Linked DNA regions of Neogale vison: region 2 is linked to region 1. A link is a contact called in public Hi-C data. All regions are on one chromosome and are shown on one strand. Each heading gives the region's core, a stretch centred on a gene start, on an enhancer-like site or on the middle of the called end of the contact. The rest is flanking DNA. Distances are from core to core; before and after follow the strand shown. Region 1 overlaps MIGA1 (mitoguardin 1). Region 2 holds the start of NEXN (nexilin).

The links. Hi-C and Micro-C count contacts between places; a contact is called where the count stands out from the background.
Region 2: a contact with region 1 is called in a Hi-C map of muscle, with 7 times the contacts expected there. The contact joins the promoter of NEXN here to the enhancer-like site in region 1. A contact is called at or near these places in 2 of 3 Hi-C or Micro-C datasets (fibroblasts and muscle).

The regions. Positions count from the first base shown.
Region 1 is chr2:65,506,057-65,510,985 of ASM_NN_V1, reverse strand. The region is part of intron 7 of MIGA1 (mitoguardin 1); the gene reads right to left. Among named protein-coding and RNA genes, the nearest start is that of MIGA1, 49 kb to the right of the region's middle. Within about 2 kb of position 2,120, the one cell type or tissue checked has open chromatin away from gene starts, as enhancers often do. A contact at or near this core is called in fibroblasts, where this site is marked.
Region 2 is chr2:65,555,641-65,560,569 of ASM_NN_V1, reverse strand. It overlaps NEXN (nexilin), which reads right to left and starts at 2,666. Exons shown (of 13, transcript XM_044238525.1): 1 at 2,589-2,666.

The sequences.
Region 1 (4,929 bases), core at 871-3,370:
CTTCTGCTCCCTTGCTCCATGCTAACCAGAAACACATGTTATTTTATAATATGCAACTCAAGTACTATCACCTGTTAGGTATCCTCCAAAAAATTATCTGATTTTTTTGCTTCTGTGCAAAAAATAATGCTGTGCAACAAAAGTATTAAAATCATGGTTTCTGGAGCCAGACTGCTTGGATTCAAATTTGGACTCTGCTACTTAGCTGTGTAACAACCTTGACTAAGTTTATATTCTCCATTTTTTCAGTATCCTTACTTGGAAAATGGGAATATAGTATACCTCATAGAGTTGTGTAAGGATTAAATGAGTTAATGCATGTGAAGTAAGCATTCATTCAAAAAGTATTAGCTTAGCTATTCATATTATTACATAAAAGATATGTATGTATAATTTAATAACTATCTGAATTTTTTTAAAGATTTTATTTATTTATTTGACAGAGAGAAATCACAAGTAGATGGAAAGGCAGGCAGAGAGAGAGAGAGAAAGAAGCAGGCTCCCTGCTGAGCAGAGAGCCCGATGCGGGACTCGATCCCAGGACCCTGAGATCATGACCTGAGCCAAAGGCAGCGGCTTAACCCACTGAGCCACCCAGGCGCCCTGAATTTTTTTTTTTTTTTTTTAAGAGAGAGGGAGAGTGTGGGAGTATGGCAAAGGGTGTTGAGGGTGGGCAGAAGGAGAGAGAAAATCTTAAGCAGGCTTCACAGCCAGTGCAGAACCCAATGCAGGGCTTGATCTCATGACCCCCAACCAAGCCACCCAGGCACCCCTACACTATCTGAATTTTTATTTAACAATTGCCTGAATATATAGCCTGTCTGTCCAGCTAGACTGAAACAACTATTCAGAGACCTCCTCATCTTTTTTCTTTTTCTTTCATTCTTTTTTTCCTGATGGTTCCTACAGTTCTCAAAATAGCACTGAACACATTACTGATACTTCAATATTTGCTGAAATAAACGAAATAAAACTTGGTATATAAAGTGACCATTCCTAAGACAGGAAAATCCCTATTTTTAAAAGCCTCTTCTGTATCTCCTCTGAATCATTTTGCCTATTACATTACTTTTACTTATTTTCAGAGCCCTGTTAAAACTCTTATTTTTCTAATACTCAGCTATAAATTAACTAAACTTATGATACTTTCTTGTAAACCCAAAATATGTGACTATGCCCCATAATGCCTAATCTTTAACCTTAGAAGTAACTAAAATACTTTCCACATAATTGGGGGATTAAATATAAAAATACTTTAAGTTACCACTTTGATGAGAGAGAGAGAGGTTCTTTTCTCTTTTTCTTTAGTAAACTCTATGCCCAGCGTGGGGTTTGAACTCATGACCCTGAGATTAAGAGTAGCACGCTCTAGAAACTGAGCTGGCCAGGTACCCCAAACCTAAAACTTTTTAAAAGTTTTAGGCTCAGTGGGTTAATAAGCCTCTGCCTTCAGCTCAGTCATGATCCCAGGGTCCTGGGATGGAGCCCCACATTGGGCTCTCTGCTCAGCAGGGAGCCTGCCTCCTCCTCCCTCTGTCTCTCTCTCTCTCTCTGCCTGCCTCTCTGCCTATTTGTGGTCTGTCAAATAAAGAAATTTTTAAAAATCTTTTTAAAAAAATAAAAATAAATAAAAATTTTAAAAAAACAAAAAACATTGCTTTACCTATCTCAATCACCCAGAACATTTAAAACATTCATGCATAGACATAAACTATGTTCTTCTTTGGAATGATAGTAAAAGTATAATGTTTACTTTTAACTCAACAGTTATACATTTTAGGCCAAAAATCTGACTGGATTCAAGCCTTCTTCCTTCTTTCACAATCTCATAATTCACATATTACTTAAGTCTTTTTCAAAGCAGAATTTGCTTGAAAGTTAAAAAAAAAAAAAGAAAGAAAGAAATCAAAGAATAAGCGAGAAGACACTTCAACCTTGGAATTTACAATTTCAGGCCTAAATCTACTTCTTTATACCAATCCAAATGGTTTTTCTGCTTGTCTCACTTTTGCCATCCCAGGCACATTCTATTTTCTGTCACTTAAGAAGCCATCAGGTCTATTTTAACCTCAGTAGATTCTAGTGGAGATTCCAAAGATGCCACTCTTCTTTTAAAATCCAGGCTGTCCACTGTGGATTTTATAACACCAGCAAGAAGAGGAAGGCTGCCAAATGTCTCAATGTCATCTGACTTCTATGTCAGCAGCTATTCTCCAGATGATTTTTAGTGGCTTAAATGATTTGGAACCTTGTCTTTCTATGGTTTTATTAAAAGTGGAAAAGTTCCTGCTGCCGACAAGAGAAGCTATTTTCCAAACAGTCTGCTGTAATCTGCTAAAATAATTAAGAAATCTGAAAACTACTGCTGCTCTTTGTCCATCTTCTACGACTACAACTACCTGCCCCATCTAAACTGCGAACAGCTTTTTATTTTGATTTGTTTTAAAATGTTATAGGATAATTTTGGGGGGGGGAGTTGAATACAAAAAATTTAAACCAATATAATTTTAGGAAGTAAAACAACGAAGAGCCAGGAGATATTTTCCTAAATTTACCTCAATGTACCTTAATACTGAAAAGAGTAACAATGAAATCCACTGAAACAAAAGAAAAAACTGATCAGCTCTTGATGTGTTATGACTTATAGCTTTGACCATGTGAAATAATAAATGTACAAAACAGCTTGACACTACTGTTTTCCATAACAGTTGTCTTTGGCGTTCTCTATCAAAACTTCTTATATGCCATGACTGCCCAATGTAACAACTGTCATTCCTAACAGAGAAATACAGCTGCCAATGCAAAATGAGTAATAGAAGGAAAGAAAACGGAATAACAGCTAGTAGAAGAAAGGACTAGATAACCTAAAGTGGAACAAAAGTAATTAAGGTTATGGCTTTAGTTATAGAGACTTTACTAGGGTCACTAGCAAGAGCTGGTCATTCTGTACACTACACAAAGGCCACTGGCCAATGAGACAAGTCAGGGCAGAAATCCAGCCCACATTCTGGGCCTGCATCTTCTAGGAGGAAAGTGAACCTTTTTCTTATCATGAAAGAACCCTTTCCAAGTGACTACATAGGCCTTTTCCTAATCATCCAAAGGTCTTGTGTTAGTGAAGTCCTGGACTTAGAAATCCAAGCTGCTAAGATGTAACTTGAGTAAAAAGAGGCAAAGGCAAGTAGCAGGAATTTCTCTTGTCTCTGGCACCCCAGTGATTTTCACTACACTGCTTCAGCTCTGAACCTACTTTAACTCACATATATAACACCAGTCTGTAGTATTACTAACCACTTCGAAATTAAGATTATGAGCCTTAAAACATAGGAGGAAATTACTAATCCAAATTTTTTGTATGTTCTGCAATTTGTACTCTGTATATTTAGAAGGCTGAGTATACAAATGAAGCCTGTAATTCATGTCACCCCCTAAAAATAAACCCTCAGGGAGTTTATCCTCCAACACAATGATCCTGCAGGAAAGGAACAGGACAAAGTCTTAGAGAGTCAACTCTGGGTTGTCTGACATTTGACTAAAGATCATAGGCTGAGGTATTTCCTCTTGTTTCCAAGCTCTTTCAATATTGCTAAATGTTCTATCTGGCTGCTTATCAAAAGAGAAGAATAACATCTCTCTGGTGGTCAGGAGGTTCCACTTTAAAGTTTTTCTATTCTCTGCCAGAGAATTTGTGCAGTCAGTACTAGTGTGGAAAAACCTCTAATATTTCCCTATAGAATGTGTCACTTTCTCAATGAAATCCTCTGCATAAAAGAGCAGAAAGATGGACAAAATCTTTTAACTTAACTAGTCAACACTTCCATAGTCTCCTGCAAACACATAAATGTGATTATGACTTAGAATTCTCAGTGGTTCCCTTTTGCCTAAAGGTACAAAACAAGGACCTTCACGATTTCTCTCTTGCCCACTTTTCTTGACTCGCTTCCCACCTCTCTCCTACATACACTGCGTTCCCAAGACCTAACAGGGTTATTAATTCATGGTGTTTGGTCTGCTTGAAATGCCCTTTTCCCAATTATCTTCCCAGTGGATGATCTTTCTTCAAGTGTCACACCAATGAAGACTTCCTCGAGCCCCCAGATTAATAAACTATGCTTTTCTTTGGTGTTTTTATGGCACTTTCTAAACACATTATTAAAGTACTTACTTTACTTTACTTTTATTTAGTAAATAAATAAAAGTATTTTACTCTACTATATAATTACTCCACTCTACTATATAATTTTTTTTAAGATTTTTTATTTATTTATTTGACAGATAGAGATCACAAGTGGGCAGAGAGGCAGTCAGAGAGGCAGAGAGAGAGGAGTAGGCAGACTCCCCGCTGAGCAGAGAGCCCGATGCGGGGCTCGATCCCAGAACCCTGAAATCATGACCTGAGCCCGAAGGCAGAGGCTTAACCCACTGAGCCACCCAGGTGCCCCTACTATATAATTTTTTAATGCCTACATAACTCCAAAACAAGATTCTGTGTTGCTTAAAAACAAAGACGAAATCTTCATCCTTATTTCTCCAGTGCCTTATAACATGTTTGACATATATTAGGCAACCAAGTGTTTGCTAAATAAATGTTTGAGACCTAAGATCCTATGAGTTCATTCTGTTCAAAAAATAGATTGTAATGAGGCCTAAACATGTATCTGAAATATGCAAAGCAATACTGCAAAACTATAAAAATTCCTGGTTTGTTTTTAAGGGCTAAATTTGTTCCTACACATCAGTATGAAAGAATCTCAAAGTTCTTTGTTCAGCCAAAAAAACAATATTTATCTAACTTATGGCTTCAGATTTGCCTGTTATTACAGCTATTGCAAATATATACTACTCTTTATAGAAAACATAAGCAAACAAACTATGAAACCCAGTTAATTTTAGAAGAAATCTAATTACAGTATAATTAACAAGCTTGAA
Region 2 (4,929 bases), core at 1,417-3,916, 49 kb before region 1:
TTAGTCAGTTGGATTTCAGGATAAAAATCCACTCATCTTAGAGAGTAGAAAGTACACCACCCTAAGTCTGGCCAAACAAGCACTGAATATTTAAACAGAAAGAGAAAATACAACAATTCCAAGTGTATGTAAACAATATGTGATTTTGCAATTACAAAACCAGAAGAGAGAATGAAAAAACTACACAGGTGATACGGAGCACAAATTGATTAAAGAACAGAAATAGGTGAAGTTATTGAGAATGTTGTAGGTCGGGGCACCTGGGTGGCTCAGTGGGTTAAGCCTCTGCCTTCAGCTGGGTCATGGTCTCAGGGTCCTGGGATCCAGCCCCGTGTTAGGCTCTCTGCTCAGCAGGGAGCCTGCTTCCCCAACCCCCCCCCTCACTGCCTACTTGTGATCTCTCTCTCTGTTAAATAAAAAAATATTTTAAAAAAAAGAATGTTGTAGGTCATTTTCCTTCTAAATTATAAAGTAGACTACCAAGTTATTTTGTGTGTGTATATGGCCTACATACTGTAAAATGTACTGAGTCCTCTCTTCCATAAAAAAACTTTTAGACATCTCCCCATCTACTTTTCTACATTTATTGCACTGTTTTCTTTCTTATAGGCATGTGTTTTTATTTAAACAATACCTTTATTTGCTTTTATGGTATTTTAAAAATAGCAGTAGGGTTTTTTTGGTGTGGTTTTTTTTCCCCCTAAATGAAGTATGTAATTTTAGGTCACTTTGGTTCTAAGCAATCTAAATCCCCAATTAATCTCTTCCAAATATACATACTTAGTTTTCATTCTGTTCACAAATGAAACCCTAACCTAAATACTTTAAGTGTAATTTCAGGGGAAAAATACTGTTCAAAAGCCTAGATAAGGCATTCTTTTGTTGATGCTAAATATAGCCATCTCAAGATGACATACATTTTGACAATGATCAGTCTTACATATCAAATTTTCAAAAATAGCACAGATTCCATTGAAGGTGAGCAAGAAAAATTGCTATTCACTTCAGTTCTGCCTAAAATGGTTTTAGAAATGTGAATCTTCCATTAAAACAATTACACCAATACTGTATTGAGGGAAACTGGATTTAAAATAATTTTGTTGTGGGTTTTGTTCAGGGCTCCTTAAGGAAGTTGTTGCAGATAAAATACACAATTCCCCACATTTTTACTTAAATTATTTCAGTCAAAATATAAAAGAGTTTCAAAAATAGGGGGCTAATACCTATAAGTATAAATCTGAACTAATTATATTAAATAATCAAATTTCATTTATATTAAACACATCTCCCCAGAAAACTGTCGCTCAATTTGATGATGCATTTTTCCACTTCTGCACACCTCAAAGTCAAAAGAATTTCAGAGACTTCTGTGTCGTCTGAGTTTTCTGATGGCAGTTATTTAAGTTGTACAAGGACTGGAGGGGGTAAATAATGAGGTTCACGTAATGACGTGTGACTAAGATGGTATAAATACTCAGGTTTACTTAATGGTACTGCCCAACACATAGCTATGTTGTGACTCGCAGGCCAATGGGCCCGTTACATGAATTCATTAACAAAATTGAGCTGATGAATGATGCTGCCATTGCTTTGCTCGTGGAACTCTTTCTTTCTTACGGTTCACTTCATTTTTCTACCTGCCTCTTTCCCTAGGACAGACATTTTGTTAGGACATCTCCTTATGCTATTTTTTACCTTGTTCTCGCTCTCTCTCCACCGCACCCTCCCCCCAACTCTCTTTGTTCGCCTTATGGACCTTAAATAAATATAAAACGAAGCCCTGGAAGGCACTGCGACAATCAACTAACCTCTGGACTTGGTTATTTTCCGTACAAATGCCAATACATTTTTAGCACCGTAGAGCGTGTCACAGTTTATCAACAGTTGGAATGGCTTCGCATTTGGAAAACGCAGAGGGACAAGGGAGGTCTCAGGAGGTGACCACGTCATGCACTCCAACTTCCAACTGTAGCCGCGCACCCCAACATCCCACCTCGGACAAAATCGCCTCCAAAACGTACTTTGGAGGGAGGGGGGTAAATGGTAGGCTGTTAAAGCACATTTTACTCCCCAGCCTCCGCAGGGGCAGACCAGGAAAAGATTTCTCTTAAAAACAGCAGGCATCGCGGGATAGAGACCGCGCCGGGGGCACGTGGTGGGTGGGGGACGACACTGAACTTTATACCCGCTTGGACCCCAAGGGCAGAGCGAAGGGACTGCACCCACGCCGCTCGCGCGGGGCTCTTCCCTGCAGGAGTGGAGCAAGCGCCCGAACGCAACTCGGGCGACCCGGGGCGAGGGGCCCGAAGCAGGGGCGGCGGGCGAGGGAACGGCCGCCGGAGCCAAAGGCCGGTTCGCGCTGTCAGACGCGCAGACCCGGGCCGCCACTCCGCGGAGTCTGCAGGACGGGCCGGGCCGGGCGCGCCGCCCCAGCTGGCCGCAGCCCCGCGCGCTCGGGTGCTGCGGCGCAGCCGGGCCGGGAGCCGGGAGGGGGGCGCGTCTCCCCGCGGCCCCCGCCCCGGCGGCGGCCCCGACCCCTCCCGGTCCGCCGCCTCCGCCCCCGCCCCACGTTCCCCGACTCCTCTCACCCGCCAGGAGCCGGCGACGAGCTGGGGTCCTCGATGCGCGCCGAGAGGCTGTGCGCGTCCTGCGCTTGGGTGTGGGCGGGGGTCTGGGCGCTCCGGCCGCCGCCGCTGCCGCTCCGGCCGCTGGGAGCCCTCTGGCTGCCGCCGCCGCCGCCGCCGGCTCCACCAGCAAGTTTCCATAAAAGTCCTGGTGCGCAGCCTGTTCCCGCATTCCAGGCGGGCCCAGCGCCGGCTGCAGCTGTTCCAGAACACTAGGCCAGTTCCCCCCACCCCCACCTCCGCCGTAGCGCCCGGAGAGGGGTGGGGTGTTGGGGAGGGAGGCGGGAGAGGGGGTGGTGGCTGCCAACTTTCCGCCAGAACCTGCGAGTCGCCCGACTCTGGGTCGTGGAGCCTTTCACAAGGGGTCTGCCTCCACCTCTTGGCGGGGGCCGGGGACCGAAGGCCGCCTCCCCGGTGAGAAGGGAGTGATACTGGAATGGGATTCATGGATGGGCTGGAGCTGGCTCCCCAACACCCACAGTCGGTTGGCCCTGGGGCCCACTTCTCTCAGCGACTCTTCCCGTCCTGGTTTCTAACCAAGACGCTGAGCCACTTACTACCTTATCTTCATCCAAAGCATGACCTTGGCCAGTTTTTCTTTTATTGCTGAGGCCATAGGGCAGCAGTCCCGGGACCATTTCGTCTGTCTGTGGCTGTCCTTTTCTTGGCTCTCCTCTTGAACTCCAAGGAGAGGGGTGATAGAGGGGAGTGGCGGGGGAGGGGGAAGAGGAGGTTAAACAAACAAACCAACCAACCCCCCAAAACCCTAAAAACAAGTAATACTTATACAATCTCCCACGTTTCCTTAGTTGAAAGCAAATCGTCTCCGGTCCTTCTAAACCTACATAAAGACAGCTGCGGACATTAGCACTCTTGGGCCTTTTCAACCTGGACCACAAGCTTGTCAATTAAACCCATCTGACAACGCATATTAAAACCTGAAATGCTTATCCAGAGGGAGAATTTTTCTGGTTGGGGAGATCTTCAATTCTTCGCTGCAGGCAGAAAATAAATAATAAAATATCGATGAAAGAAAAAAAAATTTTTTAATTGAACTAGCATCCACAGAAATCCACCAGGGACACCCACTTCCAACTTCAAGTTCTGGGCGGACAGTGGTGCTCTCAGGTTATATTCTCAGGGTATTGAGAAGGCCTTCTACTCTCAGTTGTAACTTCTCTTGTCCACCCCATCCACATTCACTATTTACTTGGATTGGAAATTCTTTTAAAAGGTGTAAGCTACTCATTCTTCCATTAGAGAAAAGCTCCAGATTGGTAATTGAAACAGCTATTTAAACTTAAGCTAATACAGACATGTGACCTGGGTGACCTAGCTCACCCTGCCCCCTTGCTCCCTTCAATACCATCATCTTGACCTTCTTTAGTTCATGGAACTTGCCAGCTTCAGGGCCTTTGCACAAGCTGTTCTCTCTACATGAAATCCTCTTTCCCCCACTCCCTACCTTCCTAACTTCAGTATAAGCTTTCGCTGTCTACTTGAATGTTGCTTTCTCAGAAGTTTCCCTTTCACTCCCAGTCTGTGCCAGTGTCCCCTATTATAAACTCTCATTCTACCCCTTTCCTCCCTACACTTTTCAACTTCAAAGGATACATTTATTTGTATGACTTAAAAGAAATGCGTAGCTCTCTTAAGGGACATCCACTCAGTGGATTCACCAGATTGAACAGACTAATCCAGTCTTCCTACAAAACTGATAGCTACCCACAGCATGCAAGGCCTATTCTTCTTTCACCAATCCATTATTCATTCATTCATTCATTCACTCATTGGACAAATACACAGTTCTAGATACTGAGGATACAGCAGTAACAAAACAAAAAGCTCTGCCGTTGTATTCGAGACATTTTGTGGAAGAGGGCAGACGGTGAGCAAATAAACTATGTACTTAGTGATATGCTCGAAGGATAGATCCAGAGCAGTGAAAGCAGGGAATGCTGGGAATGGGGCAGGGAGATACTGTTCTTGTAGATGGCATGGTTGGGGACAGCCTCATATAAATCAGTCCTGAGGAAAGTGAGACGGTAAGCTAGGTAAATCTCTGGAGATGCATGAGAACATGAATTATGTAAATATCTGGAAATACTGGGGGAGAAGGGTCCAGGAGGAGATATAGAAACCCCAAGGAGGATCCTGACATGTTCTAGAAAGAGGAAGGAGGCTTGTGCAGGTGAAGCTGGGCAGGCCAAGGGGGAAAGAGGACGCGGAGTGGGGCAGGAGACAGCTGGTAGAGAACCCTTTTGCCCAACGTTGGAAGGACTTTGGCCTTTAAGGTGGGTGGCCA